Regions from separate parts of the Rattus norvegicus genome. Here region 1 is linked to region 2. The links are chromatin contacts, called in public Hi-C maps. All regions are on one chromosome and are shown on one strand. The core of a region is the stretch at or near the end of the contact, and the rest is flanking DNA. Distances in the headings are between cores, read along the strand shown.

Region 1 (6,314 bases), core at 2,338-4,837, 260 kb before region 2:
GTTAAATTCCGTTTATTGGCAAAGATCTTTAACTATCACTTGACACTGAATTAAGTATTATGTACTGACAGTACTGGAAGGACTGAAGAAATAAGAGTTTACAGATACTATAGAAGGTCTTCATATGGTTTTTCCAGAATGCAAGTATGTTTTGAGAGTTGAAAATGCACCGACACTGTCCTAGTTAGCTTCCTCTGTCAAGGTGACATAGCCTAAGCCCAGAGTTATGTGAGGAAGGCTCAATTGGGGATGGGGGTGGGTAACAACATGGACACTGCCCGGATGGTATGTGGCCATCCCTGGGCCACATCAGAAAGCTAACTAAGCATGAGCAATGGAGTAAGCTGACTGGTAGACTCCGTGGTTTCTGTTTTAGATCCCACCCTGTCTTCCCTCAATGACGAACTGTGATCTAGAAGCATGAGCCAGGGACCCCCTCCCTTTAACTGGCTTTTGCTTCAAGTGTTTTATCACAACAGAGACTTGAACTGCTGTGAACACTCTCTGACCTAGCAATGTATCTTCTTAGCAAAAATTCCTGTAAGCAAGTCAGAAACGTACATTAAAATCTGCATCACAATTTATTCATCCTAACATTTTTAACTGTGAAAACTCAGAACTTGAGTGTCAGCAAAAAAGTATAAACAAATAACGGTTCCTCTATAATATAGGTTAGTTATGCAGGCTAAGCAGCCATTAAGGATGGTATTTCCAAAATTACTTATTGATGATGGGTAATGGCTATATTTTAAATCTGAGAATCAATGCAGATACTAATATGCTTATTATATTTATTAAAGCACATATACATACCCATGAACAGACGTTGAAGATGTGTACGCGCTTTAATGAAATAGACAAGTTTTCTTTCTCTAACAAATGTCACAGTATATCTGTAAACACTTTAGTTATGGCTAAAAACAAAATATGATTCTGTAATCAGTCTGCAACGCTAAGGCGTTGACTGAAATAAATCTCCATTTAAATCCAACCACACACATTTTTATCCATAACAACTAGAATTCAACTTGCTGACTGGGGGAAGGCTAACTACACTGAAATGTCTTTTCTCTTTAATATGTTACTAATAACAAAGCTTACAAGCGTTTGCCTTTTTGTCCCTGCCTCAGACTAAGCATGATGTACTAAGCATCGTAGGGCCTTAAGAAATGTTCTGAGATTCTTCTTACAGAGGTAGCTAGTTAATCTAAGCCACACAAAAACAAACAATGAAACAATTACTCTTCAGGACGTAATAATAAGGACAACACATTTACAGAACTTAAGCAGTAGTTTTACTATGTGCATCTCACTTTCTCTGAAAGTGCAGTGTCACGTTACTTGAGACGAAGTTGACTCTTACTTCAAACTGACCGGATAAGTGAGTAGATATGGTATTTCAAAGGGTTTTTTTTTTAAATGAGGATAATTATAGCAAAGCTACTAACTCCTCCCGTCTCCAGTAATTCCTAAGAAACAAGGTATCTCAAACAAATCTACAGGGAGAATATACTCAAAATAGTTGGTAGAATAAAGAGATGAATGAAATTATGGCAATATGACTCAAACCCAGCTCCAAGAGCAACACTTCCCAGTAACCTAACACCTTGAGAGTGGGGGATTCTGAAGGGATAGTGCAGACTGTACACTGCTGACAGATGACTCTAAAGGCATTAAATAAAACTTTAAAATGTATATATCCAAAGCCACGGACGGTGGATAAAACAATTCCCATCAAACATGCAAACTTAAAAGCAAAACTGAAATTAACAGGAAAGCATTTTCTGAGACAAATATTCAAGAGAGCACATTTCTGTTTATCTGTGGCAATAGTTTTCAATAGTTCTCTATGTTTAAAATTCTGAAGTGCTGAGCTAGCTATACTGTGAGAATTACAAAAGCCATGCTTTATAGCTCTCTTACACCAGGGGGAGCCTTTGCCTTTCACATCTAAAATGTCTCAAGTTAAATTTAACCTGACCTATCAGAGAACAGAAACATTTCTGAGCAGCCTATCATAAGCCAGTCTAAACATTAATGTATTTTATCAATTCTCGAAGCACTGTGCTGGGTGAGTTTCCTAAGCTTTAATTAAATAAGCTATACTACTGAACAACACATGAAATATGTTTCGTTTTATAAAATATATGAATGCAGATAAAATAGTAGCTGGGTGTCTTATTTTGGCTAGACTTTACCAAGATTGCTTCCGCTCCGACTGTCTACTACATAATAAATACAGTGTACGAATTTGATACAACTATGTAAAACATGGCACTTGTGAACGCACTTGGTTTTAGTTTGGGTCACGACATAAATCTCTATGGTAGCGAGTCTGGGGCTCCTCCCTGACCAGCAGGGATGCTCGCAGCACATTTTCATTCACTAATCCAAGTTTAACAAGTATTAAAGAACATTTTACAGAAAGATAGAACGTAAGTGTGAGACTTTTACTTTAGCACATCTTAAACCGTGGATGGTTAATTCTTGGATATAGGTTATCAGATGGAATTACACAACTCAAAATTGAATAATGCCGACAAAGACTATCTGGTGTGGGGCGAGCATACGTCACCTAATGCCAAAGACAAAAAAAAACAAAACAAAACAAACCAAACAAACCAGGGCTGCTATCAAACTGGCTAAAACAGCCCTCGTAGTTTTAAAGCTTTCTTTTCCGTAGTTACTAGAATCAACACATGCCGGCACCAGTGTATTTCTGTATCATTTTATTATTTAGCGTGTTGGTCAGTATCGCAGTAGCAATAGCCCTTTGTTCAGTTGTTAAGTCCCTTTGGCCGGAATTCTGGCTTGGGAAGGAATCACAGGACAGCCTTTCTTTCAATGTGAATAATGTTACACCTCTGGACACATAGCCACATTTTAAACACAAAGTATTTCAGTGACAACCGGTAACACCTCCATCTTAAACTCATCCTCAGCTCACCACGAGGCTGGGCCGCATCTGCAGCAACCGCCCCTCGGCTCCCTACATCCGACCGCCAGGGGAGAGGAAAGAGGAAAGGCAGGGAAAACGCCTCGCCTGTCCTCTAAGCATAACGCAGCATTGCGACAAGCCACCCTCAGCCTCCACATTGCCCTTTCTGCCACACTTCCGGCAGGATTCCCACGAACAACAGAAACCCCGAGCAGCCAGCACGACAGCGGGTCACGAGCACGCGCAGACGCAGGCCGGGCGCGCACGCCCCGAACGGGCCCTGCGCCCGCTAACGAACCGCAGCTGACCAATCACGATGCGGGAAGATGTCACGTGAGGGGCCGAAGGGCGGGGGGTGGCGAACGCGCCACCCGACGCCACTTCCTCCGCGAACCCGCAACTACTTCCCAGGCCCTTGCCCTCTACTCCGGAAGCCCTGATTGCAGCGGAGGATAGGATAGTTCACGCTCCTTTGGCATCCGAAAGAATACTAAAGAGCAGGGGCGCAACAGCCGCAGTGCCATATTTACCAAGCCGTGGGGACGATGGGGAAAGCAGGGATGCGGTCAGAAAGCCTTTCTGAAATGCTCTCGGCTCCACGCGTTAGTCCTCCTTCAGAAACTTCAACTCCCAGAGGCAGAGGCGGTGGTTGCACGTCTGCTTACGGCACTTGCGTCATCGAACTGCGCTAACTCCAACCTAGAGAAAGGGGAGGGGCCTGTACGGGGCGGGGTCAGGAACTGGGTTTTTTCAGGAGTGGTTAGTGGCTACCACGAGGTGTTTTTCCCTGTCCAGCGTTTGTATTTCTACCTACAGGCATTTATTCATGTGTAAGCTCCGGTCTCGAGGCGAAGATAGCCCCACTTAAAGAAATTGAAATGCGAAACAGACGAAATGCCCTTGTTTTTTCTGTGTTGAAAGGATCTAGTATTGCCCAAATTCTAATTTGTGTAGGAAAAAGTTAACCAATATCACATGGTCTTTCATAGGTGAAGAAAATGTAAACTGAAATAATAAAAATTCATTGAAATTGGGAATTTTAAAGTTTCCTATGTCCTTAGTAAAACGTGTACTTTACATTCCATTCTTTGATGTTTTTCCCATGCTATTTTGCAAAACACTAGTGATATTTCATCGTTTGTAAATACTTGACCTTATATAATCTTGCTAAATATAGACCAAGTCAACCGAGGCGGTGGGAAAAACAATTGGGTAGGTTGGTCTTTTTGTTTTATTTTGTTTTAATTTGGCCTTTCTGATTGACTAGTAGTAGAATTTGAAGATAAAGAGACCCACAATATAGATTTTTTCTTCTTGCTTGACCTTTGAACATGTTACAGGCTCTTAAATAAACTGAAACGTCTCTGGATTTAGTTGGGGGAAAGGCTCTTTCTCTTTTAAACTCTCCGTTTTTTATTTGGAAAAATGTGATCCAGGATTCTCTTGTGGATCTCTCAATGTAAGAGACTTCTGTTAACGGAACATTGGCAGTAAAATCTGGACCCATTTATGGTCTGTTTGTAGGGCATCTTTTTTCAGCTGCCTCCGTAGCTGAGGGAGGATTAGTAATTGGATATGGAGCCCTTCACATGTAGGTCATTAAATTCAGGCTGGCAGAGTGGTGCTCCGAATCTTTCAGCAGCTGTTGGGTTGCCCCTATGGGATCTGTCTTATAAATAATGATACAATTTCAGAGGTGATGCCTAGTATCCTGGATATTTAAAGGAGTTTTTAAGTTATAAGAAAATCCTCCTTTAAATAATGTCACCAAATTTGTCTTGGTTATTTGTTCTCGTGGTTGCAGAATCAATCCAAAGTATGAAAAAAAAAAAAAAACAGTAAAAACTGCAGTTTAGCCAAAGACTGAAGCATAAAGAGTTTAAGGTAAAGTCTTGTGATTTATAAAACTCATGCTTGTTTAGCACATTTGACCCATGCACCATTGTGGTTGACTTAGAATTTTATACAACAATGACTAGATGATTATATCCATCAAAGAAATAGGGGATCCAGAGGTGAATACATATTTAAGATGCCTATAGATAAAAAGGAAGAAATGAATATTTCTTGAGCATGTAGTTTCAGAGATTTTGCAATTTTGCTCCACATTGGAAAGTATATAGTCTTTAAATAAATAAAAAGAATGTAAAAGCTGGGGACAGTAAAAGCAAAAAAGCAAAGTGTGAAGGTTTTACACAGCGACTGAAGAGCAATGGGTAGGATGAGGAAAATAGCTCTAAAGATGTTTCTAATTTAAACAGTGGTAGAAATACAATCCTATTAATATTGGGCAGCTTAGAGAATACTAGAAGGAAGCTGTATTTTAGGCAAACATAGCAAGTTTGGATTTGAATATATATGGAGGCTGGGGAATCTGCAGGCATCTAAATAGAAGCAGGCTTTAAAATCAATAGTTCATGTTTGTCCTTTTAACGAATATAAGAGGCTTCTGTGGGCACAAGCCTTTAATATTTGTAAGATCAAGGAATACAGCAAAGGAGAGAGGCTATCTATCTGCAGGGAGGGTGGGGAGGGCAAGGAGGGCGGGGAGGGCGCTCCTTTCTAAGTACAAGCTCCAAGTGGCAATCTGGCCGCATGACAGCAGGGCTTATGTTTTGAAAGAGCAGTCAGAAATAGAATTTGTATGAAATCTGGTTTGTTGGTATTGACATTGCTTTGCTTTTTAAAAACATCGAGGACCCATTCTAGAAAATAATACAGGGGATTCTAGAGAAGTTGAAAATAGAACTATATACATAAGTCTGAGAAAATGATGTCACCGCCTCGGATATATTTGCACTGCTGGGTTCCAGGTAAGCATTCCATCCCCCATCACCAAGATAGGAAGACTAGTATCTGTCAGTGCCAGCAAATGAACGAACTAAGAAACCATTAAATATAAAATGAGCTGCTAGCCCTGGAGGAAAAAAAATGGGATCTTGGCACTTGCCTAAGTATGAATGGAGGTAGAAGACATTGTGCTGTGAAATAAGCTGGACACAGATACAGTTTTGGGTTTGCACTTATGTGTGGGAAATAATCTTCAAATACACTGAAATAGAGGATAAAGCAGCAGTTAGCAGAAGAGGAAGCTCAGGGGAGGTTGAGGAAGATATGAATGAAAGTGACCCACGTCTGGAGAGTAAATGTATAACCTATGAACCCTGTATTATTTTCATACTAATGAAATAGGCTCAAGTTGATTTCATCACAAAGGAAACAACAGTAGTTGGCTAACTGTGAGTGACAGAGGTGTTAAGTGGCCTCACCATAGCTACTAGTCAAATGTAGCTCACAGGGCCTTGTCGTAGGCCTTAAATGTATGCAATGGCATTTATAGAAAAAAATAAGGTTTATGCAACTTAACCACAAATAA
Region 2 (7,084 bases), core at 3,545-6,044:
TGGTTCGAATAGATTTTACTAATAAAAATTGCTAGGCTACAAGAGACATATTGATAAGAAATAAATGTTATTAATCAGCAAAAAACTGATGTTTACTAAAAATAACTATTTTCAATCTAATAACATAGACATCATCCTGGGGCTGACGGTGTAGCTGAGTGCTTGGCCCGCATGCAGAAAGCCCTGGACTCAGACCCTGGCAGTTACTGCCATCCCTGCAAAGCTTCCATGAGGCACAGACCAAACTCTTTTTCATATAATTACAAAATATTGACTACTGTGAAACATGGAAAACCTGAGATTTTTAGGGGAGAGGGTCACAAATGGATTTTAAAATACAAACCCAAGAATAATATTTAACAGAGAAAGCCACATTTTATTGACACCTGGAACTACCTGATTTGTTGAGTAGTACAGACATAAAGTAGTTAAAACCAAGAAGTCATTAAGCTAAAGAAATGCTTCAGTGGTTGAGAGGTCTGGAGGTTCTTCCAAAGAACCCAGGTTCAATTCCCAGCACTTGCTTGTCAGCCTGTAACCATCTGTAACTTCAGTTCTAGGGCTCCCTCTTCTGACCTCCACAGACACCAGCCATGACATAGTACACAGACATACATGCATACAGAACACCCACACACATAAATAAAACTGTAAAAAAGAAAGAAAGAAAGAAAGAAAGAAATTGGCAAGAACGTGTACACCCAGCAAACCCAGGGATCCACCAACGAATCAAAGAGTTCATAGTGCTATCATCTGTCCGTTCTTCTTGTGCATAGGGTGTGATAAGCCTGTTTACAGGAAATGATCTGCAAATGTGGTCCTCAGGAGAAGGATGGCGCAATCCCTTCCCTGCTGATGCTATGACTAATATTCCCCTGTCCCTTTGGAAGTGCTGCAGATTGAACCTGGGGCCTTCCAAGTGTGAAATAAGCTCTCACTGAGATACACTCACAGTGCATCGTCACAGTATTCTTTAACTGCATGCATCTCTTGTGTTACAGAGCTTTCTGTTTGCTTAAAGGTAAATTGTCAGAATTCAGAAGTAAACAAACATTTACTTCCAATGTTTATGGTCACCGTTAAAGCTCAGATAGAAAGGCAGGGGTACTTAGTGGAAGCGAGCTTACTGACCTGAGTAAGAAAAGCAGACGGATGAAAACATTACAACGAACACATCAAAGGAAGTCTCAAGGACTTCAGAGCATGGAGCGCACAAAGGATGAAACGTGGGAAGCTGTTCAACGTGTGAAGGACAGAATAGAAAAGATGCCTGTTCCTTATCTGAAGGTAAATGACAGAAGCAGCCCCCCTTTTGGTGACTCAGTAAATCAATGTCTCTTTTGCTTTCCAGCGGCCATCTCAGATATTTTTATTTATTATATGTGTGGGGTGGTTCTATACGTCAACCATGCATGCCATAGCATCCATATCAGCCTTTAACCACAGAGCTATCTAACGGTCCTGTTGTTGGTCTCATGAAGCCCAGGCTGGCTTTGAACTTCTTTCAATTCCGAATGCTGGAATTACGTGCCCAGCTCACTTTTGCAATGTTTTTTAATGTTTTGGAATGCTATGCCAGTTATCATGCTTATGTGATGGTTAGGTTTTGGTCAAGTTGATGACACAAGGTGGAGTCATCTGGGAAGAGAGAACCTCAATTCAGAGCATGCCTCCTCCATGAGACTGGCCTGCAGGTAAGTCTGCAGGGCATTTTCTTGATTATGATTGATGAAGGAGGTCCCAGGCCCCTGGGGTAGAACCACCCAAGGCAGGTGGTGTTGAGTTGTATAAAAAAAACACACTGAGCAGGCCATGTGGAGGCAGCCAGCAGGCAGCATTCCTCCGTGGCTTCTGCTTCAGATCCTGCCCTGTCCTTCCGCGATAAACTGTAATCTGTAAGATTCAATACTCTTTCTCCTCATGTTGCTTTCCGTCAGTGTTTTATCATGGCTTTAGAGAGCACACGAGGGCAGCCTGCAGTCCCCCAAGCATTAGTAATCAATAACGAGAAAAGTTTTAATGTTTTGAAATGTTATAAGGTCAGAAAAACAAGTATTATTTCCCCCACTAGTTACTAACCCTCTCCTGCATGGTTTTAGCCTGTACCACTGTTTCTATTGCCATTCATTAGTTAGCATGCAAAGCTGTCACTGCCTGTCATGTTGGCCATTTGTGTGAAAACAGAACCAGCAGCTGGTCTCTATAATTTGCCATTTTATTATGAGAAAAAGAATTAAAATTAAATTTAATTACATTAATTTAAATTAATTAAAGATTTCATTAACATAAAATCGATAATTATCACTGTCTCACTTAACATGCCAATGGTGTTTTCTATATACACCATATAGATCACAACCAGAACACACTTATTAATTTCCACTGATCTACAATCAAAGCAAAAGCCATACATCCAACAATTCAAGCAACTTGAAACCAGTGTTAATTTTTTCAACCTACAGAGGTAAACTGATATCTGCACACAAGCGCTTATAACTTTAGACTCGGAAGATTAGACAAAATAATATAAATAACTTTTATATTATTCCACAAATAGAAAAATATTCATAGAATATTCTGCTTGATGACCTCAAAGGTTGTTCAATCCAATCTGCTGCTTTGTTCTGGAATGTGAAAACAAAGACTCGGGCATTCTTCCCTACCTTCCTTGCTCATCCTTAATGATTACGAGTTCTGAGTTATTTGTAGAAAGATGTGGATGTAGACAAAAGACGTGCTTGTCAACAAAGACATCGTTTTTTTTTTTTTTTGTTTTTTGTTTTCACATTAAACTAAGAATGAGCTTCAATGAGTTCAAGTGAGAAAGTCCTTTGGATCAGTAAAATACGTAAAAGCAATCTGCTAACGTTACCACCTGTTAAGGCCTTTGTAAGAACGGCACCTAAAAACAGGTAGGGAACTGTTTTCTGAGCCAACTATTTTTGGATTATGTTGACCAGCAATTAGGTCCCAATAGTAAAATAGACTTGAAAATAATGGCAAGTCTTAAGCTTTTTTTCTTAAATTTACTTAAGAACTTTAAAAAATAATCTAATAAACACCAATGATAGTGTGTTTAAAAATAATTCAAAGTGGCAAGAAATCTAAGTTCTGTCCCTAGTACCTATCTGCTGTTGAACCATACACAAGTCATTTAACAGCCTGGGCTTCGAGTTATCTATCTAGAAACTAGTCATTACTTACGATACTTGGGGTTAGTTTGTATTAAAACGTGGCAAATAATTACCATGACAATTATAAAATATTAATTTAAAAAGGAGAAACAAAACACTTTGTAAGATTAACATGTTGCGCAGAATTTATTCAGCAACAAATTAGTAATTTCTTACCTTGGCAACTTTTTGTATAGGAATCGCTTTAGATCCTGAAAGAGAATAATTTTTTAAAGATCATATTACTGTGTGCTTTTCTAGCCCTGTCCATACCCCAAAGGACATGAGGTCATCATTTGTAACTGGCATTTCATCTTTTACTTGTATAACTTGGGAGAAGTTAATTAACCTTTTTCCAGGCCTCAGATCCATTGTATGTTTCCTTACATGTATACAGGGATAATCAAATTTCATAAGGTATATATGTTGGTGTACTTGGAATTGGGAAACACAAATACATTATTTACTATAAAATGAGACCATGTGTTTCTTAATAATTTACATCCTGATGCTACTGTGTCCCCTTAGGAATAGTCTATAAATCTCTTCCTATGTCCGTACTGATCTTCCACGATTGTTTTTAATGATCCTAATTCAGATAAACTACTTTAATATCCAGTTTCTTGACAAAGATAATGACAATGTGGAGATTTATCAGAGAACGTGGTAAGGACTAAGAGAACAGAAAGCCACCTTCTCTCATTATACATGCATCTAGAAATATTCCTGGCCAACAAGCATAACTATGACCTCCAGTCTAAATGTGTCCTGTTTTGAACCTTTATCTACAAACCTAAATGAGTATCCTCTCCCATGTTACCACCATGAACTTTTGCTCTCGTCTTAAACAGACACACAGAAACGGAATACAGGTTGCGAAAGGGGCACCCTTTAGAAATCCTTTTAGATTGCAATGCTGAGTCTAATGAGACACTAAGCATTTATTTGGTAGGAAAGTATTCAGAGCACTGTCCTCTGGATCAGGTACTGACTGGAAGGGCAGTCAGTCATCCTTTAGAATTTCCGAAGTTACCCACACAGAGTTCATGTATGCTCCAATAGGATTAGGAGGTGGGAAGAGTACAGTTCTCTCGGGTTAAGAGTGCCCCACCACAACCGTTCCTGATAGAAACTAAGGTCCCTGCAAGTCCTTACTACGGATCCGGATCCGGGAAGAGGGGAGAGGCTAAGGACGGAACAAAATTCTAGCTTCCTCTCAGAAGCCTCATGCAAACCTCCCACATCCCCATTTTTCTTGGGAAGGGGTGTCAACTCACATCCGCCATGATGAACCCCTTTCTCTCGCAGAATCAGTCTCCACTCCTGGAAGGAAAACTTCCGTGACTCCCCCCGCACCTGGGGGTTATTCACCCTCCCCAGCCCCAGCCAGCATCACGAGGTCCACCCTCGCCAGGGCCAAGCGAGAGTTCTGGATCTCCGTCAAGGGGGTGGGGAGGTCCCCAGGACCCTGCCCGGTGGCCAGCCCGGACGGCCCACCTCTCCCCACCCACCCTGTCCCGGAGCTGAGAGAAGGGGCGACCTCTGCAGACGCAACGCGCGCTCCACCTGCCCCGGTGTTCCCGCAGTTCAGTCGCTTCTCTGAAGCTGCCTGTCAAGTCGCTGTCACATTACTCGTGACCTCCGTGGCGATCCAGGAAGCACTTGCTGCACCCTCCAGTACTGGTGATTCGGAACTTCCGGGGAGACCCAGCGGAAACTGCGCGCGCGGCAGCTCCGCCCCCCCCCGCCCCTTCGGAGTTTTCCTGCGCCTGCGCGCTGCGCCCTGCACCCGAAGCCGCTAATCAAGCGTCTGAGGTCCCTGCGCCTTAATTTCTACTGAACACACCTACAAAGGAAGACGGTCCTGTGCGGAGTATGCATACACCTTTCCCAGACCCATTATGTAAATCTTTTTGTGAATGAAGACCTTTGAGAAGCACGAACTGAAAAGCCTACTTAGAAGGCCCAGATCCCTAGATGACCCAACCTACAAGTCAGTTTCCTGAGGGTGCTACCCTACATGCTCTTTTCTTACAGTTTTTACCTAGAAGTGCAGGAGCCATGGACCTATGGGCTCGTTTGTCAAGTCTGTTTTGAACATGCATGCACTGGGCTGCCTGCTTTGGCTCTAGGACCTGCTTTTGTTGTAGCTTTGTAAAAAACTGTCTATATCTTTTGTTGATGTTTGTACATTCAAGAAAGCCTACTGTAAGGGGAAGGCAAGAATGCTTAGCAAAAGGAAGGCTTCTCCACTTGCTTTGGCCTGGTGTTTCCCACCACTGACACTTTGTGACACCACGAACATTCTTTGTGGTAGAGGGCGGCACAGTAGTCCGCTTAGGAGACTCCTGTAGAAAACCCCCAGGACAAACGAAAATCATCTGGGATCTAAATATTCCCCAGTGGCTGCGTGAGCTCGGGGGGGGGGGGGGATTGAAGATGGTGGTTTTGCTGCAGATTAGCTCTTACCTTGTGTGTACCATTAAAGAAAATGTCAGCTGTATGGGAGCCCATACTTGGGAATTCCTCTACTAAATCATTACACAAGTTTCTTTTCATTCCCATAAAGTTTTAACACTTTTATTCTTTGAGAATTTCATGAAATATATTTTGATCATATTTACCCCTGCCCTAACTCCTCCCAGGTTCACCCCCATATTTGTACCCTCCAAACTTTGGGTTCACCCCCATAACCCATCCCAATAACCCATCAAGTCCAGTTTGTGCTGATCATCTAACTACTCCTGGGCCTGTGGGACTATCCAATAGGTCATGGTCAACCTACCAGGGGCCACCCTTAAAGAACACTGACAGTCCCTCTCTCAGAAGCCGTCAATTGTCCACAGCTCCTCATTATAGGTAGGCCCATGAACCATTCCCACTACATGCTAGAATATTGGCTGCCTTGATCTCGTACAGGCCAGCTCAGCCGTGTGAGTCAGCGTGTTTTCGATAACATCGATTGTCCCACACTGCATGAAGTTGTCCTCTAGTGTCTCAGCCCCACTCTTATTTCATCCTTTGGATTTTAGCTTAAGTTTAGTTTCTCCGTGAAGTCTTCCTAGATGTTTCCAGAATAGTGAAGGTACTCTAGATAACTGTTAATAGATAAATAGATAAATGTTAATAAATAGATAAGTATTAATAGGTAAATGTTAAAGATAGATATCAATAGATAAATGGGTAGTTTGTGATCCTCTCATGTTTATCAAAATTAAAACATTCATTTCCTGGACAATAATGTTCTCTTGATTAAATTTACCCTTGGTCTTAATTCGTGAATAATTCCCAGCTCCTAGTTCATTACTGGGGACACAGGAGGGATTCATACATTTTTTTGAATGAATGAATGAATGAATGAGCATTTCAAGAGGATAATATGCTGGGCATGGTGGTGCATGCCTTGGGAGGCAGATGCAGGCTGATCTCTGAGTTGGAGGCTATCCTGGTCTACATAGTGAGTTCCAGGATAGTGAGAGCTACATAGTGAGATTCTTGTCTCAAAAGAAGGAGAGGAGGAGGAGGAAGAGGAGGAAGAGGAAGAAGAGGAGGAAGAAGAGGAAGAAGAGGAGGAGGAGAAAAGGAAAAGAAAAAAATTGAAGGATGTACTATAATGAAAACAAGCCTTTTTATGGTGAGAACATCCCTTCTTTTTATTCATATGTTGAGATAAATTACAGAGACTGAAAGACAAAAATTTGTAAATCATTCATTAGAACATTCATTAAAAATCAAAAGTGGCTTAAGAGTTCTCACACGAAACCTTATATAAGTTTGATATAACATTAAATTTTTACAAATCAGACCTTCCATTTTTAAACCTAATTATGTGGTCTTGAATGCACTAGGGAAATCTCCTTTACCAATAGCACTTCATTTTGTGTACACAAGGCTTCCATTAAAATCTCACC

The links. Hi-C and Micro-C count contacts between places; a contact is called where the count stands out from the background.
Region 1: a Hi-C map of prefrontal cortex shows a contact between it and region 2, with 6 times the contacts expected there. The contact joins the promoter of Trmt10a here to the promoter of Lamtor3 in region 2. A contact is called at or near these places in 8 of 12 Hi-C or Micro-C datasets (the A7r5 cell line, frontal cortex, kidney and 4 more) and 1 of 1 datasets of contacts at active chromatin or transcription factors (oligodendrocytes).

What each region holds. Positions count from the first base shown.
Region 1 is chr2:229,340,126-229,346,439 of GRCr8, reverse strand. Trmt10a (tRNA methyltransferase 10A) reads right to left here and starts at 3,587. Exons shown (of 8, transcript NM_001044232.1): 1 at 3,469-3,587.
Region 2 is chr2:229,082,600-229,089,683 of GRCr8, reverse strand. Lamtor3 (late endosomal/lysosomal adaptor, MAPK and MTOR activator 3) reads right to left here and starts at 4,794. Exons shown (of 7, transcript NM_001008375.1): 1 at 4,714-4,794; 2 at 4,451-4,496; 3 at 3,351-3,385. The coding sequence starts at 4,459.